Regions from separate parts of the Sus scrofa genome. Here regions 2, 3 and 4 are each linked to region 1. The links are chromatin contacts, called in public Hi-C and promoter capture Hi-C maps. All regions are on one chromosome and are shown on one strand. Each heading gives the region's core, a stretch centred on a gene start, on an enhancer-like site or on the middle of the called end of the contact. The rest is flanking DNA. Distances are from core to core; before and after follow the strand shown. Region 1 holds the start of STT3A (STT3A, catalytic subunit of the oligosaccharyltransferase complex). Region 2 holds the start of FOXRED1 (FAD dependent oxidoreductase domain containing 1). Region 3 holds the start of TBRG1 (transforming growth factor beta regulator 1). Region 4 holds the start of ESAM (endothelial cell-selective adhesion molecule).

Region 1 (2,700 bases), core at 9-2,508:
GTTTCCTTTTGTTAGTAAAATTACATTTAACACAAATACAAAAGGAAAAAGCAGATCTTCTGAATCATAACGTCCTGGGGTGAACCTGGTCATGTGAATTTTGAAACATACACGTGATTTTGAAGCAGTGATTTAATGTGCTTTCAATAAATTTGGTCGGCCGCATTCAGAGTAACTGTGAAGAGAAATGAGTGACACTGGCGCTAAATTTGAACAGTTGCCGGATGCTCCTATTTCATTTGGTGTAGCTCTTGCTCACAGAGGTGTGTAGGAAGTAGGAGTGCGTGTCTGAGAGGTGATGGAGCTGGCTGCTGGAACTTCGTCCCCTTCCCTGCCCTCAGTAGCTTTTCTTTGTGAGTGGACAGAGGGAGAACTGAGGCGAGTTAGCAGCTTCCACGAGCACGTAACTTACAAAGGGTGAGCTGACAAAGTACCGCAGGTCTGCAGGCTGATTCCAGGAAGCCTGTCGCATGCATGGGAGGACCGCCTCCGCGGGTTGGTGCACTCAGTCTGTGGCTTAGAATCTTCCAACCAAACTTCGACGATCCTTTTGGCCTTGGCGTGCTTACTCCCGAGGTCGGGCTTAAGAGAGGTAAATGCCTCGTAAAATTTGTCAGGGCTCTGGTCCATCACATTTTCCGGGAGCATCTTCAAAAACAGCTCTTGAGAGAACTGTAAGTCAAGAGATCCTGTACAAGATGTAACGGTCTGGCCCGGGAAGCATTTGAGTTTCTTTGAGAGTAGGTGGGAAGTGTTTCCTTCCTCTTCTTTAATCTTATATTAGGTAACAGTTTCTACCTTTAAAAAACAAAACTCTCAGAAAAGGAGGAGCGCGATCTTAGCACGGCTTTTTGGGATTTGTAGTTTTGGCTTATTCCTTGGCGTAGTTTCCGTTTCTGGTCACATGACTTGGGCTAAACCGTCCGCACCTTCCGCCCGCGACTCCTTTGCGGTCCTCGGACTGACACGTCACTGCTCAGCTCTCAACCAAACTGCTTTGAGCGGTTTCTTCTGCGCCCACGCTCGCACAAGCGGACCTATCACTGCTCGGCACTTGTACGAGGTCCCGCCTTCTCGATCCTAAGTGATTTCTGCATAGACCACTTAAGAAGTGGGAGTGCGGTTTTGTCCACGCCTCCGAGTTTGACAGACAGTTCTATGACCCTATCGCTCTCATCAATTGTCATATTGGCCCTGAGCCAGCCAATGGGAAGCGGACCGGGAGGCCAACTTGGTGCTACCAAGGTTGGGTGCGCGGTGAACGGATGGCAGAGCGAGCCGAACGGACTCCTGAGGAGCGCGGGACAGGTGAGAAGGCCCTAGAGTATTACTTAAGAATTAGCGGCAAGTGCAGTCTAAGGTGTTTGTGGGGCAGAACGAAGTGCATGGATGGGGCTCTAATGGCGGGGGGTATGGGCGCGGAGCAGAATCTAGGACCTTGCAGAGGAGGGGGCGTGGGGCGTGGTGTGGGGACATCCTGAAATGGAAGGATGTAAGGGTCTGGGATGGGGCGTGCGCTTAAGCTAAGGAAGGCGTGGGAAAGATCGCACCCGGAGACTAGTCCCTGGAAGGATGGCGCTTAGGATGCTGAGGTGGTGGGGTGTCCCTCGGTGGGTGGTGTCAGAGGTGTTGCGTTTTCTGAAGGTGGGAGACCGGGGGAGGAGGGACCTGAAGTAGAGGAGGGCGGGGGGGGGGAGTGTGAGAAAGTGTGTAGGCAAACGGGGTGGGCAAGTTGCAGTCTTCGGAACTAGAACTAGGGTGGGACGAGGGGGCCAGCGCTTTCAGGCGCAGGTGAGGTGGAGAACATATGCTAAGTGTTTTGAGAAAAGTCTTTGCCCTTAATCGCTTTAGCGGTATGCGAACAAGACCAGAGAGCACAGTATGGAAACTCCCTTAGGGTCCTGGCCTAAATTACCAGCTCCTTTTACTCAGTTTTCAGGTCGAGGTTCTTGTGCTCTCATTTACTCCCTTACTCTTTTAGGCCTATGGCTCAAATCTACTCAGTGGTGGTGAGTTTTGCTATTTCAAGCGTTGGAGAAGACAAGTACTATCCTGAGGGATGTGATTGGATTGTTGACTTCCTGAGTTAGGTATTTAATTTGGTTGCAAGATAAGGTTTTCCTTTGGGGTTATAATTAAAACTATGTTAAAACTGCTCCTCTGAGACAGTTAACTTTGGAAAAGATGCTTGGCTTTTCACTGTTGGAGCATGTTGCTTCTTCATGCCTTTCGCCTAGTCCAGTGTTTTTTTTTTTTCCCTCCTCTTCTCTAGTAATAGTGGGGCAAAAGATCAGAAGGGGTCCAGGTTCCTTTTTGTCCCCGCTGGCGTCTTGTACAGTGTTTCGTATCCTTTAATATTAGATTCTTTGTCACTTAGCCTTTGACCAGCTTGTGGTTTAAGAAGGCAGAGCCCTCTTCGACATAAAGAGCTAACCTCCTAATTATTGCTAATAGTAAACCTTATCCATCAAGAGATCACCATTCTGAATGATCTACAGACTGTTTCCCTCAATATTTAGTTTTAATCTAGCCCCGCCTTTTCCCCCTGCCAGCCTGATCATTTTTTACTTTAGTAGGAAAATGTTGTCTTCTTTTCCCTCTGGATTGTCATCTGGTTCCATGAGCTGTCTCTGGGATCAGTGGCTTAAATCAGCAGTGTCAATTACAGAGATGCTTTGAGACAGCTGATAGAAAGTGGGT
Region 2 (2,725 bases), core at 103-2,602, 640 kb after region 1:
AGGAGCAGCCAAGCTCTCTGATGGGGCCCAAGAGCTTCTTCCCTTTCCCCCTCCACCCTCCCTGTCTTCTCACTTACTTCATCATATACACTGGGTGCAATTAATCAAGGTTTTCTTAATATCAGAACTACACTGCGAATGTAACATTGCCCCTCTAAAATACCCCCACTTACCACAAACACCAGCTCAAACTGGTTGTCCAGTTTATACTTGAGTGTGAGTGCCTCATGGGTGAAGGAGTTGTTACCTCCCCTTTCCTGGAAAAAAAGAGTTATGTCTCAAAGCTCAGACTATCCCCACCAAACCCAGACTTGGGCCCCTCTAGGATTACCTTTAGGAAAGAGCTAGACATTCCCCCAAAGTCAAACCTGTCCCCAGGGCAACAAGATGCGGGGGCACTTCTCTCCACCATTTCACTAGGGAGAAAAGGAGACACCAAGCTGGAGGGCAGAGGGAAAGAGGTGGGACGTGGAAGGACACGTGCGGGCTGAAAGGGAAATAGTCCCCATATAAACAATCGCAGCTGTATAGTATTAGTTCCTAAAAGACCGTTTTCTATTCAGTATCCCACTCAGCCATCGAAACAAGAGAAAATCAAGCTGCTCGGGGCAAACGGAGGAAACGATGGCAAGTCTCAACAGACTACGGAATCCAGCCAGAGTCCCAGGAAGCGGAGGGGGAGGGGACGTCGCAAAGTTGCGGGATGGTGTGATAGGAAGGGAGAAAAAAGTGGAGTCCCGGTTACGAGTGAGTGGCCAGTCTGAGGTGGGCCGAGGGAGTGGGAGGAAGGCACGGGATCAGTCGAGGGGGACTATGGACCGGGTCAGAGAGACGAGCCCAGAGTTCTGATCCTGCGGGGGCGGTACCTGCAGCAGCACGGAACGAATCAACGCGTTAACCGGCCCGGTGCATGAGTCGCTCACGCCCTGGAAGCACCAGAGCACGAGCCCGCCTTTGGAGAAAATGGTAAAGAAGTCGAGCATGGCGGCAGCGGGAAAGGAGCCGGGGCCGCCGCCGGGAACTCAGGCCGCGATCACCGCCGCTTCCTGCTGCGCCAAGCTCAGGACACGTCACACCAGCGGCCCCGGAAACCGGCTCATCCGCACTTCCGCTCAGCGGCCCCGGGATTCCTCCCCCACTCCTCCAGCTGGCGCGCGGGATCTACGTAGACGCCAGGCTTGCCAATGGCGGGTAGGGGCGGGCCTAGGCGGGGCTCTCGGGGACGCACGGAAGGGGTCGACAGCCTATCAGGCGGAGGGGCGGGGAGCCGCTGGCCAATGGGCACGCTCGGATGAATGGCCCGTGGCGCAGAGCAGTGACGGCTGGCTTACCAGTGTAGGGTACCCTCCCACAGCGGCCGGACGCTGGAGGGCCATGCTTCGGAGGGCGCTGTGGCTCGGCTTGCGCCGGGGCCTCTTGGGCCGGGAGCTAGGCACACGCAGAGGAGGCTCTACTCTGGGTAAAGTTGAGGGCAGCGGAGGGTATCATGGTTCTGGGATGCCCCCAATGTCCAGCCATGTGACCTTCAGGACTTGGGATCCCTGGCCACGCTCAGAAGACAGTGGGTCGCTGGAAGAAGGGATATCTTACCTGCCAGAGCTTGTACAGTCTGGACAGGTGTATGGATCCAGAGGTTGCCCTTCTCAGGTGACAAATCCCAGTTCGTTCTATGCCTGAGCTTACCGCCAGAATAACAGCCAGGGTGATTCATTGGTTTGATAGAAGTGCATTAAGTCCTGCTCGCATGCAGGATGCTGTTCTTAGTGTTGTAGTCATGAAAGAGGAAAGAAGAGAAGGAGGATTCGATATATGTTCTGGAGGTGCCTGAAGTGTAGCTGGAAAGGAAAGGCTTCAATAGACCAGTTCAAGGCTGGAAAGTTCAAGAGGAAAGAAGAGAAGGAGGATTCGATATATGTTCTGGAGGTGCCTGAAGTGTAGCTGGAAAGGAAAGGCTTCAATAGACCAGTTCAAGGCTTCAATAGACCAGTTCAACCCAGCTTAAGAGTTATGCCCTGCACTGCCAGGGGAGTAGCTAGTATACATGGAACAGATGCGAACCGAGGTCAGCCTTGAAAGATGATGTTTACTGATTCAAGGAAGGTATGATGTCCAGGTGCTGGAGAACTGAACAAAGGTTAGGAGAAAAATACTGTTCTTACGCAAGGAATTAGCAAAGGCCATCCAGATAGAGTTTGAGTAGTAGTATGAAATATAGTCTGGAGAGGTAAAATAAATCCAGATCAAAGAAAGAGTCACATGCTGCTGAGAAGAGTTTGAACTTGAACTGGAGACAAGACTCAGAGATTTGTGAGTTAGGTGTGAAAGTCAAAAGGATTCATGTATTCAAAACATTTATTAAGCACTTAGGAGGTACCAGGTACTGTGCTGGGCTGGCTATTTCGGTGAAGAAGGTAGAATACAGTATGAAGCAATCCCAGAGAAATGCAAGGTTGCAGGTGTGTTGCATGCTGCAAAAGAGCCATTCACGGAGCTATGAGATAGTGTGACAGGAGAACTTGGCATAGTCAAGGGGGCATCTCTGAGAAAATAATAACTGGGCTGAGATCTAAAGGAAGCAAGGGATTAACTGGGCAAAGAAGTGGGCACAGAGTTTCAAAGCAGAGAGGTCACCTGTGTGGACCCCTGTGATAAGAATGAGGAGCTGGGGCTGGAGTGTGCAGAGAAGACTAGGAGAATAGGAGCCAGATTGTACAGTGTCTTCAAG
Region 3 (2,730 bases), core at 95-2,594, 860 kb before region 1:
CATTACCTTTATAACTTTCACTTCATTATTCTAAAGAGTATATTCAGTTTCGAAAGGAAAAACCGGTAACCCAGAGGCTCACTCAGCTAGTTAGTGGAATTGCTGGGAGAAAAATGAATACTACAAGTTTTCTGCCTTTCAGCCCAGCGCATTTACCAAGATTGCATTCTAAAAAACTGTTCACCTTACTTACTTGATGATTTTAGATAGTCTTTGGTTACAAAGAGCTTTATAAATACAAGTGTAGGCACGGAAACATACTTTTGATTTCATTAGGCAGATATTTACTGAGTGCCCACTTGGCGCAAGTTATTAAAACTGCCAGTTAAATCCCTTCCATCTTCCATACTAGATTCTAATCTGAGAGCAGAAGCCTTTTTTTCTATTCACCACTGTAGTCCCAGCTCCCAGTAAAGTCACAGTGTAATAGGCTCTCAAGAAACACCTGTGCAAGCTGTATAAAGGAAGGAAGAAAGGAAAGCCACAGTCCCAGCACTGCTTTCATGTGCATCCTACAATCTAGGAAGGTCAGTCTGTATGAAGTGTGGAAAAGTGATGTTGAAATGCAGTGTGGTGGAATGGATTAGGGGTTTGGAGTTAGTACATGCAAACTGTGACATTTAGAATGGATAAACAAGGTTCTATGGTATAGCACAGGGAACTATACCCAATCTCCTGGAATAGAACATGATGGAAAAAAAATATTTAAAAAAGAACAGGGGTTCCCTGTAGTGGCTCAGCGGAAACGAATCTGTCTAGGAACCATGAAGTTGCCGGTTCTGGATCCGACGTTGTTGCCGTGAGCTGTAGTGTAGGTCGCAGAGGCGGCTGGTTTCCGGCATTGCCCGTCGCTGTGGTGTAGCCCAACGGCTACAGCTCTGATGTGACCCCTAGCCTGGGAACTTCCATATGCCATGGGTGCGCCCCCCCCCAAAATATAGATACACACACATATATTGATATATGTGCATATATATTATATATGTGTATATATGTATCTGCGGGACTGATTTTATATATATATACACACACACATATATACACATATATAATATATATGCACATAATAAATCTTTTTTTTTTTTTTAATTCTGTGGCTCGGCTTGGAGAGCGTATATGAGATAGGCCCGTGTAAGATTTTTTGTTTGTTCCTCTTTAGCTCGACAACAACACGCCTCAGCTAAGCACACACAGGCGCGAATCTCAGAGGGTCACTTCCCACCGCCCTCCTTCCCACCTAGACCGCCCACTTTCCTATCCCCGCCTCCGGGGCCTCAGATGGGCGTGCCCTGCGGACCGACCCGGCTCCCAGCCCCGGAAGTTACACGCGGCCGGCGCCGAGACGTAACTTCCGGCAGAACTGACTTCCGAAGCAGACGCGGAAGTGCAAGGAGGCACCAGGAGCCGGGTTGGCTGCTGGGTTTCTGGCTCCGCTGTGCCCTTCAGGGACGTTCTGGGGCGGTCGGTTCCTTAGAAGCCCGCATCCGCCAGCCCAGACCCGTACGAAGCCGGCGCTTGAGGCCGCTCTGAGTCCGAGGAGCTGATGCAGGCCGCGCCCTGGAGCCCCCGTAGCGGGGCCGGACCATGAGCCTGCTGGGCGGCCTGGCTTCCTCGCCGCGGGCCCCGCTGCAGTCCAGCAGGGCCAGGATGAAAAAGCTCCCGAAGAAGAGCCAGAACGAGAAGTACCGGCTCAAGTACCTGCGGCTGCGCAAGGCGGCCAAAGCCACGGTGTTTGTGAGTGACCAGCGCCCAGCCCTTCTCCGCCTCGAGACTCTCCTGACGCGCGAAATCTTTTCCCCAAACTGTGCCCTTTCCCAGAGTGGCAGTATTAATACAGTGTTAGCTTTTACGATTTACATTACTTCTTGTAAGCCTTGTGCCTTGGACAAATGGTGTAATATCTATAATCCTGTTTCCTCATTTGCAAAAGAGATCGAATAACTACCTAGCAGAGTTCAAGAAGATTAAATGAGGAAAGTAAAGACCTCGTCAGCCAGAAGCGCCAATAAGTTTTAGTCATTATCGTTATTACCGCAAAACTCTTTGAAAGGCTTTTTATTCTCGAGAGAAACCTGAGAATAAGGCACTTTTTAGAATAGCAACACCGAAGCCGGCAGAGATGATTTGCTCACGGCCACTGTGTCAGGACTCAGACTCCCAACTCAGAACACCTGATTCTAGTTTCTTTATTACTTCCATTACACAGCCTGTTTCCCAAGGCCCACAACACACGCGGTAATTGACCCTTTTTTTTCCCCCGAAAAGGCACATGAAGCATTCAATTATCCCTCCTTCCAACCACTTTTGAGTCTTCTGAGTGTTTCTACCCTTCTTTATTGTAGAGGTCCTGGGTTTATTGGATGAATGAACTGGTTTACTAGTCATTACTAAGGGTTACAATATTCAGGCTTGCTCAGGCTCACTCCAGTGCTTGGAAATAGGAAGTGGAGTCCTCAGATGTCTTCCCATCTGAATCACCACCTTACCTTTTCCACCTGAAGCTTGAATGTCCCTCAGGTCTTTGGAAGTGTGAGGAAAGTTTTAGAAATTAGAACATTCATTCCAAAAACATTTATTTAGCACTTGGCACGTGCACTAGAGAGAAATAAGAAAAGTGGAATTAAGAGGATTTGGTATCTAAGTGTTACCATTCTTTTGTCGCCTAAATGTCAAAGATGCCTATGTTGTTAGAAGAGTATTGTTTCCATTAAGCCCCTGAAGTAGATTTTG
Region 4 (2,890 bases), core at 315-2,814, 730 kb before region 1:
TCAGAGTTAGGATAGAAAGAAGATGGGTTGCAGGATAGATAAGGATGATGCCTTGGCCACAAAGTTGAAATTTTCTCCCTTGTTTCAAGATCCCCAACAGGGGGGATAGGGAATTTGGGAGTGGAATGCCAAAGAAAAGAGGCCTTGAGGTTGAAGGGAGAGGGGGTCCTTGGGAAAGGGGGCCTAAGAAGTCAAGGGATCCTGGAGCAGGCCCACCAAGACTAGGGGGCAGGAAGGTGTCTCTGCTTTTTTGTGGCTGGTCTTGAACCCCACTTTGTCTGGGGTACTTCATCCCCTAATGCCCTTGCAGCAGACTGGGCTAAAGGGGACTCAGATGAGTTAGGTGATTCCCATCTCAGTCCCCATCACTGTGGTTGAATTTTTCTCTACATCTTTCCAAGCTTTACTTGCCCTGGTGGCTTCCAGCCTGAAAGTGGGAGTTATAGCTGCACCAGACAAACCCACCCTTCACCCCCATTCAGGAATCCTTGAAGAAGGATGGCAAGAAAGCCTGGGAGGCAGCATGTGAAACAGCTAAGTTTCCAAGGGGCCTTTTCTCCCCAGATGTTGCACTGGGCCACCTCCAGCTTCTGGGTGCTCCTGGGCACCTTCAATACTCCTCAAGCACTTGCTCCAAGGAGGCGCCCTTCCTCTGGGACTCCTTTGTCCTTTGGCTCTGGGAACTGATTAGGGGTGGTGGACCTCTGGGGGGGGATGGTGTCACAATTCTGCTCCTCCAGGCATTCGAACCCCTCCTCCATTTCCTGTGTCCCAAATGACCTCACGGTCATGCTTTTGGGGGCACCTCCCTTGATTCCCAGGGCAGGAAGCAGGAGGAGGGGGCAAGAGGGAGGATCTGGGCTGGGGAATTGACATGAAATGGTGTGTCAAGCCCAGAGACCAGGGAATTCCCTAGGGGCTCTTGCACATCAGCTTGAGCGGTGGGAAGTGGGGGGGACGGATGGGGGGGGGACTGGAGTTAAGTCCTTAAGCTCTTTAGCCAGTGTCTCATCTAGCAGCTCAGCTCATCCGGCTCTGCTGGGTGGAGGTGGGCAGTGGGGGTGAGGAATGGTTCTGAGTCCTAACCCTCTCCCTCACCGCACACACTGTGCCCAAAGTGGTGGCTGTTTGCCGACACAGCAAGGACAGAGTCAGCACTACTCAGTGATACCTTGTGTGGTGGAAAATAGCAGTGGGGGTAGGGAAAGCGTCTAAGACAGGAATCCCAGCCCACCCAGTTCCTCATCAGTGCCCAAAACCACCTCCCCCAGGGTCGGATTCACCCCATCTCCCACCTCAGGTCCTTTCCAGGTTCAGGGTTTCACTCACCAAGAGTAGTCAGCCCCAGGAACAAAAACTGCAGTAAGTTGGTCGCGGGGGACCCGGGCAGGGAAATCATGGCCTTCCCTGGCCCGGATGGAGTCAGGGGTACCGGCTCCGGGACACACCGACCGACAGGTGCTGAGGCTGCACGACAGCAGGATCGGACGCAGGAGCCGGGCCACTGACACCAAGTGCAGCTCTGGCCAGAGTCTGGGCGTGTGTGTGCCGGTGGCGGGGTGGGGACCAACAGGGACTCGGGGGCGGGGCATTCGAGGGGGCGGAGAGGTCGCGGTCCTCCTGGGCCCGGCGCGCCGGTGACCCGCCGCAGGGGGCGCTCCTCACGCTTCGACGGCCGGATCCCGCGGCCTCCAACAGGTCAGGACGCAGAGGGATGTCAGGTGAGTCGCGGCGCCCCGACAGCCAGCTGGAGGCGAGGGCCGAAGAGAAGGGTCCTGAACTATCGTACTGCACCGTGCCCTTCTGCCCGCGTGGGACAGAAAGGGGAGCCAAGAAGGAAGGGAGGTTTGCACATTATCCCACGTCCAGGGGCTACCCGGACCCAAACCCTAAACAGCCGGGGCTTGGGAGTTCCGCGTCCTCAGCCTAAGAGGAGAGGAGGGGGGCCGCGTTTTCCCGGGACCACTGGGGGTCTGCAAATGGGGGTCGGAACGGCAGGAAGAGGCCAACGTGCTGGCATCGCGGGCTAGGTTTTGCTGTCCGAAACTACCAGTTTCCCGGAGCCCAGGACAGGACGGACTGCGGGAGCGGCTGGGGAAAGGATGCCCATCCCTGCACGTGCCACATCCCTTCCTGAGCCCCGCCCACCCGAGGCTGCATCAGCTGTGGACGCTAGGACAGTGTTCACCAGTGGGCGGAGAAGGGGGCCTCTCTCAGGTTCTTAGAGGTGCTCTAAAACGCAGCCCGAAGGTCACCCGGGGCTTGCTGTTGCAAACCTGAGCAGGGAAATGACTGACGCAAGGATACCCCAGGAGCTGAGCAGGAAACTGAGGAAACAGGTGCCTAGTTCCCCGCTCAACTCTGAAAAGCCGCTGCGGGAAAGTAGACTGGACAAAGTACCATTTATTTATCCCATCTTCGCCGCCTCCCATCCCACCTCACGCCTGATCTGATCCTTTAATTCCCGGGGATAGATCTTGTTCGCTGTGAAATTTAATTTAACCGTCCCTCTCCTCGCCAGTCCGTCGAAGGCACCTCTGCGCCCTCTGGCGGCCACAGATCCCTAACAGAAAGGCACGCACCTGTTCTGCCTTCCCAGTCCAACAGCCAAAATAAAGATGCTTCGAACATCCGGGTATGGGTCAACCCACGGAGCAAAGGTCACCGAGGACAGAAAACATAATAACAAATCCCTGGCGCTACCTGCTCTGGGTGGCAGTTAACTGAGAAGAAAAGCAGCCGGGCCTCCTGGATTCCTTTTATGCCACGGAGTTCTGCTGTTTTAATACTGACTATGGTCCTTGAGCCTGCATTGCCCAAGGTCTTTTTCTACACAGCACCCCACAGAGCCTCTCAGCTGCTTCTTCTTCGTGTGACCTGGCTGGCTGCT

Evidence for each region. Promoter capture Hi-C pulls out the DNA fragments that hold promoters and counts their contacts. A called contact is a pair of places that touch in the nucleus more often than the background predicts.
Region 2: a contact with region 1 is called in a Hi-C map of liver, with 2.9 times the contacts expected there. The contact joins the promoter of FOXRED1 here to the promoter of STT3A in region 1. A contact is called at or near these places in 2 of 47 Hi-C or Micro-C datasets (liver and skeletal muscle).
Region 3: a contact with region 1 is called in a promoter capture Hi-C map of liver, with 3 times the contacts expected there. The contact joins the promoter of TBRG1 here to the promoter of STT3A in region 1. A contact is called at or near these places in 1 of 5 promoter capture datasets (liver) and 1 of 47 Hi-C or Micro-C datasets (liver).
Region 4: a contact with region 1 is called in a Hi-C map of skeletal muscle, with 5 times the contacts expected there. The contact joins the promoter of ESAM here to the promoter of STT3A in region 1. A contact is called at or near these places in 2 of 47 Hi-C or Micro-C datasets (heart right ventricle and skeletal muscle).

What each region holds. Positions count from the first base shown.
Region 1 is chr9:52,725,631-52,728,330 of Sscrofa11.1, forward strand. STT3A (STT3A, catalytic subunit of the oligosaccharyltransferase complex) reads left to right here and starts at 1,259. Exons shown (of 18, transcript NM_001243852.1): 1 at 1,259-1,308.
Region 2 is chr9:53,363,943-53,366,667 of Sscrofa11.1, forward strand. It overlaps FOXRED1 (FAD dependent oxidoreductase domain containing 1), which reads left to right and starts at 1,353. Exons shown (of 12, transcript NM_001244921.1): 1 at 1,353-1,459. The coding sequence starts at 1,375. It overlaps SRPRA (signal recognition particle receptor subunit alpha), which reads right to left and starts at 1,143. Exons shown (of 14, transcript XM_003130057.5): 1 at 867-1,143; 2 at 174-257. The coding sequence starts at 983.
Region 3 is chr9:51,863,968-51,866,697 of Sscrofa11.1, forward strand. It overlaps TBRG1 (transforming growth factor beta regulator 1), which reads left to right and starts at 1,345. Exons shown (of 9, transcript XM_003130020.4): 1 at 1,345-1,734. The coding sequence starts at 1,585.
Region 4 is chr9:51,990,851-51,993,740 of Sscrofa11.1, forward strand. It overlaps ESAM (endothelial cell-selective adhesion molecule), which reads right to left and starts at 1,565. Exons shown (of 7, transcript XM_005667461.3): 1 at 1,330-1,565. The coding sequence starts at 1,399.